Linked DNA regions of Mus musculus: region 1 is linked to region 2. The links are chromatin contacts, called in public HiChIP or PLAC-seq maps. All regions are on one chromosome and are shown on one strand. The core of a region is the stretch at or near the end of the contact, and the rest is flanking DNA. Distances in the headings are between cores, read along the strand shown. Region 1 holds the start of Cdkn2aip (CDKN2A interacting protein). Region 2 has its middle 22 kb from the start of Ing2.

Region 1 (4,672 bases), core at 234-2,733, 62 kb before region 2:
GCCTCTCTCTCTCTGCTAGGAGAAGGGGGAGAGTTGAGAAAGGGGTTCTTTTGTGGAGTCCTGAAACTAGCTCTGTAGACCAGACTGGCCTCAACTCACAGAGATCCCCCTGCCTCTGCTCCAGAGTGCTGGAATTAAAGGGGTGCTTTGTCTCTCCTTGCCAGTGTGGCCTCTTTGAAAGCCTTTTCCTGCTTTCCACTACTAACGTGTCCCTTCTAATTGCCTTATTGGAGCTGAACAGTGTTGGGGCACAGGCCCATGGCTATCAAGTTTAGTAACCAAATGACTGAATTTTTGCGTGATTATTCTGATTTAAGCATTTTCACAACAAAACGCAAAAATCTATTGAGGGAAAATTCAATTACATAATTTATCACTATCTCATATTATTACATTGATCCTTTGATTTATTGACACATACCTAGACTTGGAAATGTTAATAAACACGCCAGAAAAAAAAATCCATGGGTTGGAGAGATGGCTCAGTAGTACGAGATCTTAGAGAAGACCTCCAGCACCCACAGGGCGCTGGGTTCAATTCCCAGCACCCACAGGGCGCTCAAAATCCTGGGTCAACTCAACTCCAGGAGAGCCATTGCTCTCTTGCCTCCAAGGGCACCAGGCCCACACATGTAGCACAGACACACATGCAAGCAAAAAATCGAACTCATAAAACAAAACAAAACAAATGCAGAAGCAGTTGCTCTTGAGGACTGAGGCCAGGACGAGATAAGCAGATACATTTCCATTTTGGTCCAACCGGGATTAACAGTTAAAACCAGTTGGCACGGGGTCATTTATAGTTCGGGGACCAAAAGCGTTAAGGGAGAGGAAGCGGGTTGAACCAGGAACTTAAGAAACCGCGGAAACCCAGCCAGATCGTGGGGCGCAAGCGCAAAGGCCTGGTTTCAAAGAGCCGGTTAGATCCAACTGGAGGAGCCGCTTGTGCTCGTCGTTAAGTTACAACCGTGCTCGGTACTTTTATTGTCCCCATCCCACAAGGCATCCGCAGGTCCCCAAACGCCCGGAGACCTTCCGAGCCTCGGGCCCAAGGGTTCAGCGGCTTTCGCGGCAGGGCGCAGGCGCGGAAGCCAGCTTTTGTTTATTTTGGCCGCGTGCGACCGCGAGCGTCCGAGGGCGGAACGCGCAGGAGGGGCGGGGCGGCAACTCGGACGCCTCCAGGTCTCCGCGCTCCGCCCGCTTTGTCCCACCGCCCCCCTCTCCCGGCCCCCCGGAGCGCGGCGTCACAAAGCGCCGGCGGAACGCCCCAGCGGCCGCCCCTAGGCGCCGAGGGCGGGGAGGGCCGCTGGCCGCTGAAGTCGCCTCGGCCCCGCCTCCGCCGGCGCGACCGCCGAGCGAGTCGCTGGCGACTGGGCGCTGCAAAGCATCCTGGGAGGACGCGCTCGCGCCGGAAGGTCGCGTGTGCGCGCGGCGGCAGCGGCGGCGGCGAGGTTATAAAAGGGAGCGAGGCGGTGGCCGGCGGAAGTGGGCGGTTCGTCGGCGCCTTGTTCTGTTGTTTGGGGTTTGGGCTCCTGGAGGGGCGTTCTCGGGAGGGCCGCCGGTGCAGGCCGCGCTGACACAGGGCCGCTTCGCCCCCGGGGCTCCGTGCGCTTGCGCTCTCCCCGTCCCGCAGGGTCCCCAACATGGCGCAGGAGGTGTCCGAGTACCTGAGCCAAAACCCGCGGGTAGCCGCCTGGGTGGAGACGCTGCGCTGCGAGGGCGAGACGGACAAACACTGGCGCCACCGCCGGGAGTTTCTGCTTCGCAATGCCGGGGACCTGGTCCCCGCCACCGACGAGACTGCGGACGCGGAGAGCGGAGCCCGCACTCGGCAGCTCCAGCAGCTGGTCTCCTTCTCCATGGCCTGGGCGAACCATGTCTTCCTAGGGTGCCGGTGAGTGGAGGGAGCGTCGCTCTCCAGCCAGCCTTCCGGGCTTTGCTCCACGCCCCCTGCCGCTGGCCGGGGAGCGCTTTCGCGGGGACCGGCGACGCTGGGGAGGGCCGCTTGGGAAGCGCGGGAATCGGTGTGACACTGTGGGTCCTCGGAGGGAGAGCAGGAAGGGCGTCCGGGGCTGTCCCCGACCTCACAGTTGCCGGGCGTCCGGGTGGTATGCGCCCGGCAGATGGAGTTGTTGGTGCTTAGCTGACAGTATCTGCCCGGGAGACCCCGAGTTTAAAGGTTCCCTGGCACAGACCCGCCTCCCGAGCCCTTAGGGCATTCGTCTGGGCCATCTTCGATTGTCGCGCGGTTCGTACACTTTGATCACGACCAGGAAATGCAGTCTGCGCACTCCTGCATTCCTCACGCTGCCAGTACTTTCGGAAAAAAAAAAATAAAGCATAACAACAACAAAAACAAACCACTTCTTGAGAGCGACTTTTGCTTCTTTTTCAGGTACCCTCAAAAAGTTATGGATAAAATTCTTAGTATGGCTGAAGGCATCAAAGTGACAGATGCTCCAATCCATACCACACGAGACGAACTGGTTGCCAAGGTGAAGAAAAGAGGGATATCAAGTAGCAATGGTTAGCAGATCATAGATGTGAACATACATAGGAGTTTAGAAAATATGCTTTATAAAATTAGGAATCGCTGTCATTACTAATTTTTTTTAACAATCCAGAATGTGTATGCTGTATTAATCTAGTTAAAATGTTAAAGCTACACTGTGTGTGTATGTGTGTCTGTCTGAGTCTGTCTGTCTGTTTTGGTGCTGAATTTGATTAACTTTTAGATTTTCAAGTCCAATGTCTGATGCTGTTAATTTAATATTAAAAACTAATCATATTAATTGATACTGTTTTAACATACTAATGAAGTTGTTCCATATTTTAAAAGAAACTACTGGTTCTGAAAAAAGAATTTTTTTGTGCTTTTGTTTGTCTTGTTTTGTTTTGTTTTGATAGGGTTTCTCTGTGTAGCCCAGCCTATCCTGGAACTTGCTCTATAGACCAGGCTGACCTCAACCTCAGGGGTCATGCCTGCCTCTGCTTCCTGAATGCTGGGATGAAAGGCACTTTGCTGCCACCCCACTCTCTGTGATTTTTAAATGAATGTTTTGTTGATTGTCATGTCTTTAGGACTCTTAGTAAAATACCTGTGTTTTTCTTCTTTCTAGAAGGGGTAGAGGAGCCATCCAAAAAACGAGCCGTAGAAGGAAAAAACAATTCTTCAGTTGAGCGAGATCATGGGAAAAAATCTGCCAAAACGGATCGTTCAGCAGCTCAGCAAGAAAACAGTTCGCCGTCCAGGGGGTCGTCCACCAAATCCGAGAGTGGTGGGACCTCAGCTCGGAGCAGCTCCAGTGGCTCCCATCAGGATAGCGCCACAAGTGAAGGAGACAGATCTGTGTGCAGCCAGAGCAGCAGCAATTCCTCTCAGGTAACCGCAGGGTCTGGAAAGGCTTTGGAGTCAGAAGCTCCACATAAACGTGGTTCAGCGTCATTTGTTTCTTCCCTGTTGAAGTCCAGTATGAATAGTCATATGACCCAGTCCACTGATAACAGACAACAGAGTGGGTCACCTAAAAAGGGTGCTCTGGAAGGTTCTTCAGGCTCAGCCTCTCAGAGCAGCTCAGAGATTGAGGTGCCCTTGTTGGGCTCCTCTGGAAGTGCAGAAGTAGAGTTGCCATTACTGTCTTGTAAGTCTAGTTCAGAGACAGCTTCCAGTGGGTTAACATCTAAATCTAGTTCAGAGGCAAACATTTCATCATCAGTTTCAAAAAACAGTTCATCGTCAGGCAGCTCTTTACTAACCCCCCAGAGCAGTTCCACAAATCCATCGCTGCTGACATCCAAAAGCACGGCTCAGGTAGCTGCTTCACTGCTAGCGACCAAAAGTGGCGCTTCCTTAGGAAGCGTGTCTCAGCTAGCTGCCAAGAGTGGTTCTCAGAGTAGCACTTCACAGTTGCCTTCGAAAAGTACCTCCCAGGCCAGTGAGAGTTCTGTCAAGTTTGCTTGTCGGAAGTTAACCAATGAAGACATAAAACAGAAGCAACCTTTCTTCAATAGACTGTATAAGACGGTGGCGTGGAAGTTAGTAGCAGTTGGTGGCTTCAGCCCCACTGTGAATCACGGAGAGCTGCTGAACGCGGCTATTGAGGCTCTGAAAGCAACACTGGATGTGTTTTTTGTCCCACTGAAAGAACTGGCAGATCTGCCTCAAAATAAGAGCTCTCAAGAAAGTATTGTCTGTGAATTGAGGTGTAAGTCGGTATATTTGGGCACTGGCTGTGGAAAAAGCAAAGAAAACGCAAAAGCCGTCGCATCGAGAGAAGCACTGAAGTTATTTCTCAAGAAGAAGGTGGTGGTGAAGATCTGTAAGAGGAAGTACCGAGGCAGCGAGATCGAGGATCTAGTACTCCTGGATGAAGAAGCAAGACCCGTAAACTTACCTCCAGCACTGAAACATCCTCAAGAATTACTGTAACTTCTCCAAGTAGGCACTGAATCCAGTATCTGGTGTTTGAAGAGAAAAACTGGCTTTTATATAAGACACTGGCTTTCACAGATTTTATATTGCTTTTTTCCAGTTTTGCAGAAAATTTAAATTCTCGTTCTCTTCACTAAAGTAGAGCTGTAAATAATTTATGACAGTGCATATTAAAGGGTGTACATTGACAGCATACCAGCGTGCTGTTTTATTTGCTGAAGAAAATACTATCTTCTATTT
Region 2 (5,175 bases), core at 2,356-4,855:
AAAATACCAAACTGCTTAGTGGACAGCTCAGTTAAAATGCAGGAAGACAGGGCTCTCTGAAATTCTACGTGAACCCTTGACCTAAAAACAAAATTGTCACATGCTATAACACTGGCCACCATATATCTAGGGATTGTCACTAACAGATGGCAAGATGAAGGACCGATTTGCTACTGTTTCTGTGTTAAATTGTAGACAACGATTATCTCCTCTTCCGAAATTAAGACAGCACAGCTTTAAGAGGGTATTTCCCAGTACTGTCTCCACCAAGGGACAGATGCTGTCTCAGAGTGTTGTTTTCCATCCAAAGAGGCTGAGGATACCCAAGCAAAGATGGCTTCAAAGAAGCACTGAAAATACTGCATCCCCCAAAGATAAGGATGGGCCACAGCCTGGTATGATTCAGGGAAAGGGAGATGTAAAAATAGCTAAGTGTTGCTAGCTGGGTACCCATGCCAGATGAAGTGAATTTTCATCAAAGCAGTCTGTGCTGGTAACCTTCAATAGCCTCAAATGGTCTTCGTCAGCACATGCCTTTAGCCATTATTGGTTGGTTAGCTTTAACACTGAACATCAAAATCTCTTCCTGTTGCTATTCTAATGGAGCTTGGAAGATCCTTGGGGGTGTGGCCAATGGTAGTATGTTTGCCTCGCATGCACGAGGCTCGGGGTTTAAATCCCCAGTACCACTAAAAATTAAATTAAAAAAAATACACCAAAATAAAATAAAATAAACACATTTAATAAAATTAAATATACAAATTAAATTTTAAAAATACATTACAAATTCTTTACAGGAGCTCAGTTATAGTGATGATTTTCTTTAAAATTTCTTTTAAAAAACACAGAAATAAGAATATGTTTTCATTTTAATCCTTCAGACTGTCCAGAGCAGCTGACTAAGATTTTGCCTCAGGGCGTAGCAGAGGCATGATTTTGCCACCAGCAGATAGTTTCTGTGATGATGTGACACTGGGGATTCTGGGGATCTTTCAGAGGATGTATAAGTGCTAGGGCTCCGAGAGAGTCAGGGTGGGTTGTTGGTTGTTGATTGGTTGCTGTTGGTGCTTGTTGGTCAGGGTTTGTTAAGTAGGTATGCACAAAGAAGAAATTAGATATCCTGATGGCAAAGATCAAACTTGCCTCACAGAACTCGGTACCCCTAACCAGCAGGAAGTAATTTAACAACACCATCACCTCCTGTCCTTCCTCTTCTTTCTTTTCTCCTCTTTGGTGTTAGGGAGTTGAAAGGATAGAGAAGAGTAGAGGAGGCTAAAGAAAAAAGAATTCCCAAAGTAGCAGAAGAGCTATACTCAGTCAGTAATGTGACAGGCATGAGCACCTGAGGTTGATCCCCTGCACTGTGGGAGGAGCTAGATGTGGTGACACAAGTTTGTAATCCCAGGGCTGGGAGATAAGACCTACAGTGAGACCTGGAGCTCACTGGTCAGCCGGCCTAGCCTGCGGGACAAAGCCCAGGCCAGTGGGAGACTGATTCAAACAACCGAGGTGAATTTCTCTTAAGGAACAACACCTAAGGCTTATCTCCAGCCTCTGTACACAGACACATGCATGCACAGACACAGACACAGACACAGACAGACAGACAGACAGACACACCAACACCCCAGCACAAACACACACAAGATAAATCAGTGAAGGTTAGATATTTTTCTCTACTGGCCATAGTCCTGCTCTCTGAGTGTGATTCTATGAACATACATTTGACAAATGTAAAACAAATTATCGTTGGTCACTCAGCTGGGTCGGACAGGATCTGCAACGAGAATTTACCACGTTTGCTTTTTTGCTTATTGGGTTTCAGTGCTAGATTTGTTTGTTTGTTTGTTTTCTTTCTTTGTCTATAATGAAGTCCTTGCAGTTATTTTGAGTTGGGAAAGTAGAGCGTACAGAATATATGTGCAACAAACATTGTTGACGGGCAAACAGCAGCAGGAGAGAAGTCCAAGCTATCTCTAGGTCCTATTTGCTCTCATCAAAAGCTGGTGTCTGAGAGCCTGGTGTGGTGGCTGGACAGCATCTTATTAACTTCCAAAAGGCTTTCTTGTTCCTCTTGGGTTTTGTGAGGCCTGACTGTGTTGTCATTTCCCTAAACTGCCTGATTGCTTTGGTTGAAAGGACACCCTTGAGCTGGGTGTGGTGGTGAATGCCTTTAATCCCAGCACTCGGGAGGCAGAGGCAGGTGGATTTCTGAGTTCGAGGCCAGCCTGGTCTACAGAGTGAGTTCCAGGGCAGCTGGGGCTATGAGAGAAACCCTGTCTCCAAAAACCAAAAAAAAAAAAAAAAAAAAAAAAAGACAGGCCCCCTTTTCTCTCCTCTGGCCCCTTATTTGCATTTGCTGTACTTCTATCTCTGGCTTCTCATCTGGAAGTGTCACCCGATGTCACTTCAGCCCCGTTCTTCTGCCACTTTCTCCACACTCCTCTGAAATCTCACTATTTTGGTTGTCAGCCACTACCTTGCAGATCCACACAGATCTGCTGCTGGACACCCATGCTCTCTGTTTGGCTTCCCTAGCTGTCCCAGTAACAGCTTGTACCAGTATGTGTTCTGACATCCCAGGTCTCTCCCAACATCCATGCCAGTAATCCTACATAATTTTTTTCCTCCCAAGGCAGGTTTCTCTGTGCAGTCCTGGCTATCCTGGAACTTGCTCTGTAGACCACGCTAACCTCAAATTCAGAGATCTGCCTGCCTCTGCCTCCCAAGTACTGGAATTAAATGATGTGCTTCCATGCCTTGCTTGATAGACCGTTTACTATGGACAACAGAAAACACAGTTTCTTTAACAGGCTTCAAAGTAGAGCAGTATACCAATGCGCAAACGGCTTCTTTTTCTCTCTTTTAATTACTGGTCCCATGGTTGTGCACTCCTGTAATCCCAACACTTGCGAGAGTTCAAAGCCAGCCTGGGCAACATAATGAGACCCAATTTCAGCAAAGGGTATTGGTCCTAATTTTATATCTGAGTCTTCTCTTTGTTGCATGCTACAACATTTAGACAAGCTTGAAATTCATTTGGAATTAAGAATTGCACAATTAGCAGGGCTCAAATCTAACCTAGAGGTTGTATGTGGAGGGGGAGGTTTTATTGGCACAGAGGACCTTAGAGCAACCTGGGACATAGCTTGTAGGTCTTTGTGGGTCACCACGCACTAGCCGTAGAGCTATATAATGACCTAAAGACAATGCATGCTGAGCGGTGAGAATGGTTTGAAAACCAGATAGGAATTTGGATAAGGAATAGCTCCCTCTGGATTCTTTTGTTAGTCAGCAAGAAATGTACCTTGCTATCCACCTACCACCACTCAATTGCAGTCTATCCTGTGAACAGCCTGGGACCAGGAATGTGACCAGTCCGAGTCTGCAGATTACTTGGCTACAGTCATGCCTCCCCCCCAACTCCCCGGCTTAATACTGTTAAAGCTGGCGAGTTAATCTGCATCTGCCTATCGCCTGCTCTCCCCTTCTCTATTAGCTCAAGCTAATAGAAAAACAAAGATGTTATTTATTTCCCCTCTTAAAGCTTCCAGCCTTGGTTAGTTAATAATTGATCTTCAACAAATAGCCCTTGAGCAACTAAAGAACTTTTCCATTGCACAAATCCTCATACCATCTCATCTGGCTTTATCTGAGAGAGGGCCCATTGGTGTTAGGGTCCCGGAAGTCCTGGGCCAAAGAAAGGGGAGATATGTGGTAAGAAGGCTCAGCAGGCAATGGTGCTTGCTGCCAAGCCTGAGTTTGAGCCTCTGGGATCTACGGGATGGAAGGAGAGAAGCAAGTTCCACAGTTGTCTTCTGAGTTCCGCATGCACGTAATAAGTAAGGCACACGGACACACCCTCATCGTTATACATTTTTTTTGTAAGCCGTGGAGTAAGGTACAGCCTGGAATAGTCTCTATAGTGAGAAGCATCCCTTGGTCTGCTCTCCAGGCTCCTCACACATACCCTGTCTCAGCAGTCAGGATTTGTTGCAGAGGTAAGTAAGGCATGGGTAGGACTTAAGTCAAGGACTGCACTGTTCTTGTCGCGATTATTTTATGTCAACCAGCACAAAGCAACTCCAGGATAGCTTCATCTATTCATGCAACACTTTTTCAAGACAGGGTTTCTCTGTATATCCCTGGCTGCCCTGGAACTCACTCTGTAGACCAGGCTGGCCTCGAACTCAGAAATCCGTCTGCCTCTGCCTCCCGAGTGCTGGGATTAAAGGCGTGCACCACCACTACCCAGCACTTTTTTTTTTTTAAGATTTATTTACTTATTATATGTAAGTACACTGTAGCTGTCTTCAGACACCCCAGAAGAGGGCATCAGATCTCATTACAGATGGTTGTGAGCCATCATGTGGTTGCTGGGATTTGAACTCATGACCTTCAGAAGAGTAGTCGGTGTTCTTAAGCGCTGAGCCATTTCTCTAGTCCCATGCAACACTTTTTTATTTGTTTTTTGTTTTTTTTTTTGGCTTTGGGTTTTGAGGTACGGATTCTCTGTGTAGCCCTAGCTGTCCTGAAACTCACTCTGTAGACTAGGCTGCACTCAAACTCACAGAGATCCACCTGCCTCTGCCTCCCAAGTGCTGGGATTAAAGGTATTCACCACATAACATTTTCAAAAGCGTCTTTTCATTGTGGATGAAGTACTTTCAAGTCTTTTAAGAAGCTAGTAAGGAGTTTGGATAGAGCAGTTACCGGAACCGTCACGTTGTCTGCATTAGTCTCTTCTCTTGGTTGTATTTTTCTTTCGTTTTCCTATCTCAAGGTTTCCAAGAAGGCAGAGAAAGGTGATTGAGATTGGCCCGTGCAGTCTGGCTGGTATTTCCATACAAGTTTGGAATGTGCAGAATCAGCCCCAGCTATCGATAAAAGTAAGCAAGACTCTAAAACAATGATCTCAAAAATGCAACTGTCCAGACACAGCTAAGCCCCAGTCTAAAGAACTGGCCTGCTGGGAGGCTGTCTTTAAGACAAGTTAATAATACTGGGTCTCAGTTCAGAGCAGTGCCTGGATTCCTATCATTCCCAACTTTGTTTACCTTTCTGGGGAGATCAACTTAGCCGCTGACTGCATTCAAGGATGCATGCCTGTCTGGTTTGGGCATCCTCAGTTTCCAAGGGTTTGAAAACCCCTAAGACAGACTTTTGAGGCCACCA

The links. HiChIP or PLAC-seq counts read pairs in DNA pulled down with a chosen protein or histone mark.
Region 1: a contact with region 2 is called in an H3K27ac HiChIP or PLAC-seq map of extraembryonic endoderm stem cells. The contact joins the promoter of Cdkn2aip here to the enhancer-like site in region 2. A contact is called at or near these places in 6 of 39 promoter capture datasets (the C10 cell line, hematopoietic stem and progenitor cells, hippocampal neurons and 3 more), 1 of 484 Hi-C or Micro-C datasets (liver), 2 of 115 datasets of contacts at active chromatin or transcription factors (extraembryonic endoderm stem cells and regulatory T cell precursor) and 2 of 9 other capture datasets (adipose tissue and pancreatic islet).

What each region holds. Positions count from the first base shown.
Region 1 is chr8:47,710,742-47,715,413 of GRCm38.p6, reverse strand. It overlaps Cdkn2aip (CDKN2A interacting protein), which reads left to right and starts at 1,483. Exons shown (of 3, transcript NM_172407.3): 1 at 1,483-1,894; 2 at 2,396-2,526; 3 at 3,120-4,672. The coding sequence starts at 1,644. The coding sequence ends at 4,429.
Region 2 is chr8:47,650,826-47,656,000 of GRCm38.p6, reverse strand. No RefSeq gene overlaps it. Among named protein-coding and RNA genes, the nearest start is that of Ing2, 22 kb to the left of the region's middle. Within about 2 kb of position 3,605, at least 24 of the 459 cell types and tissues checked have an H3K27ac peak or open chromatin away from gene starts, as enhancers often do. A contact at or near this core is called in extraembryonic endoderm stem cells, liver and pancreatic islet, where this site is marked.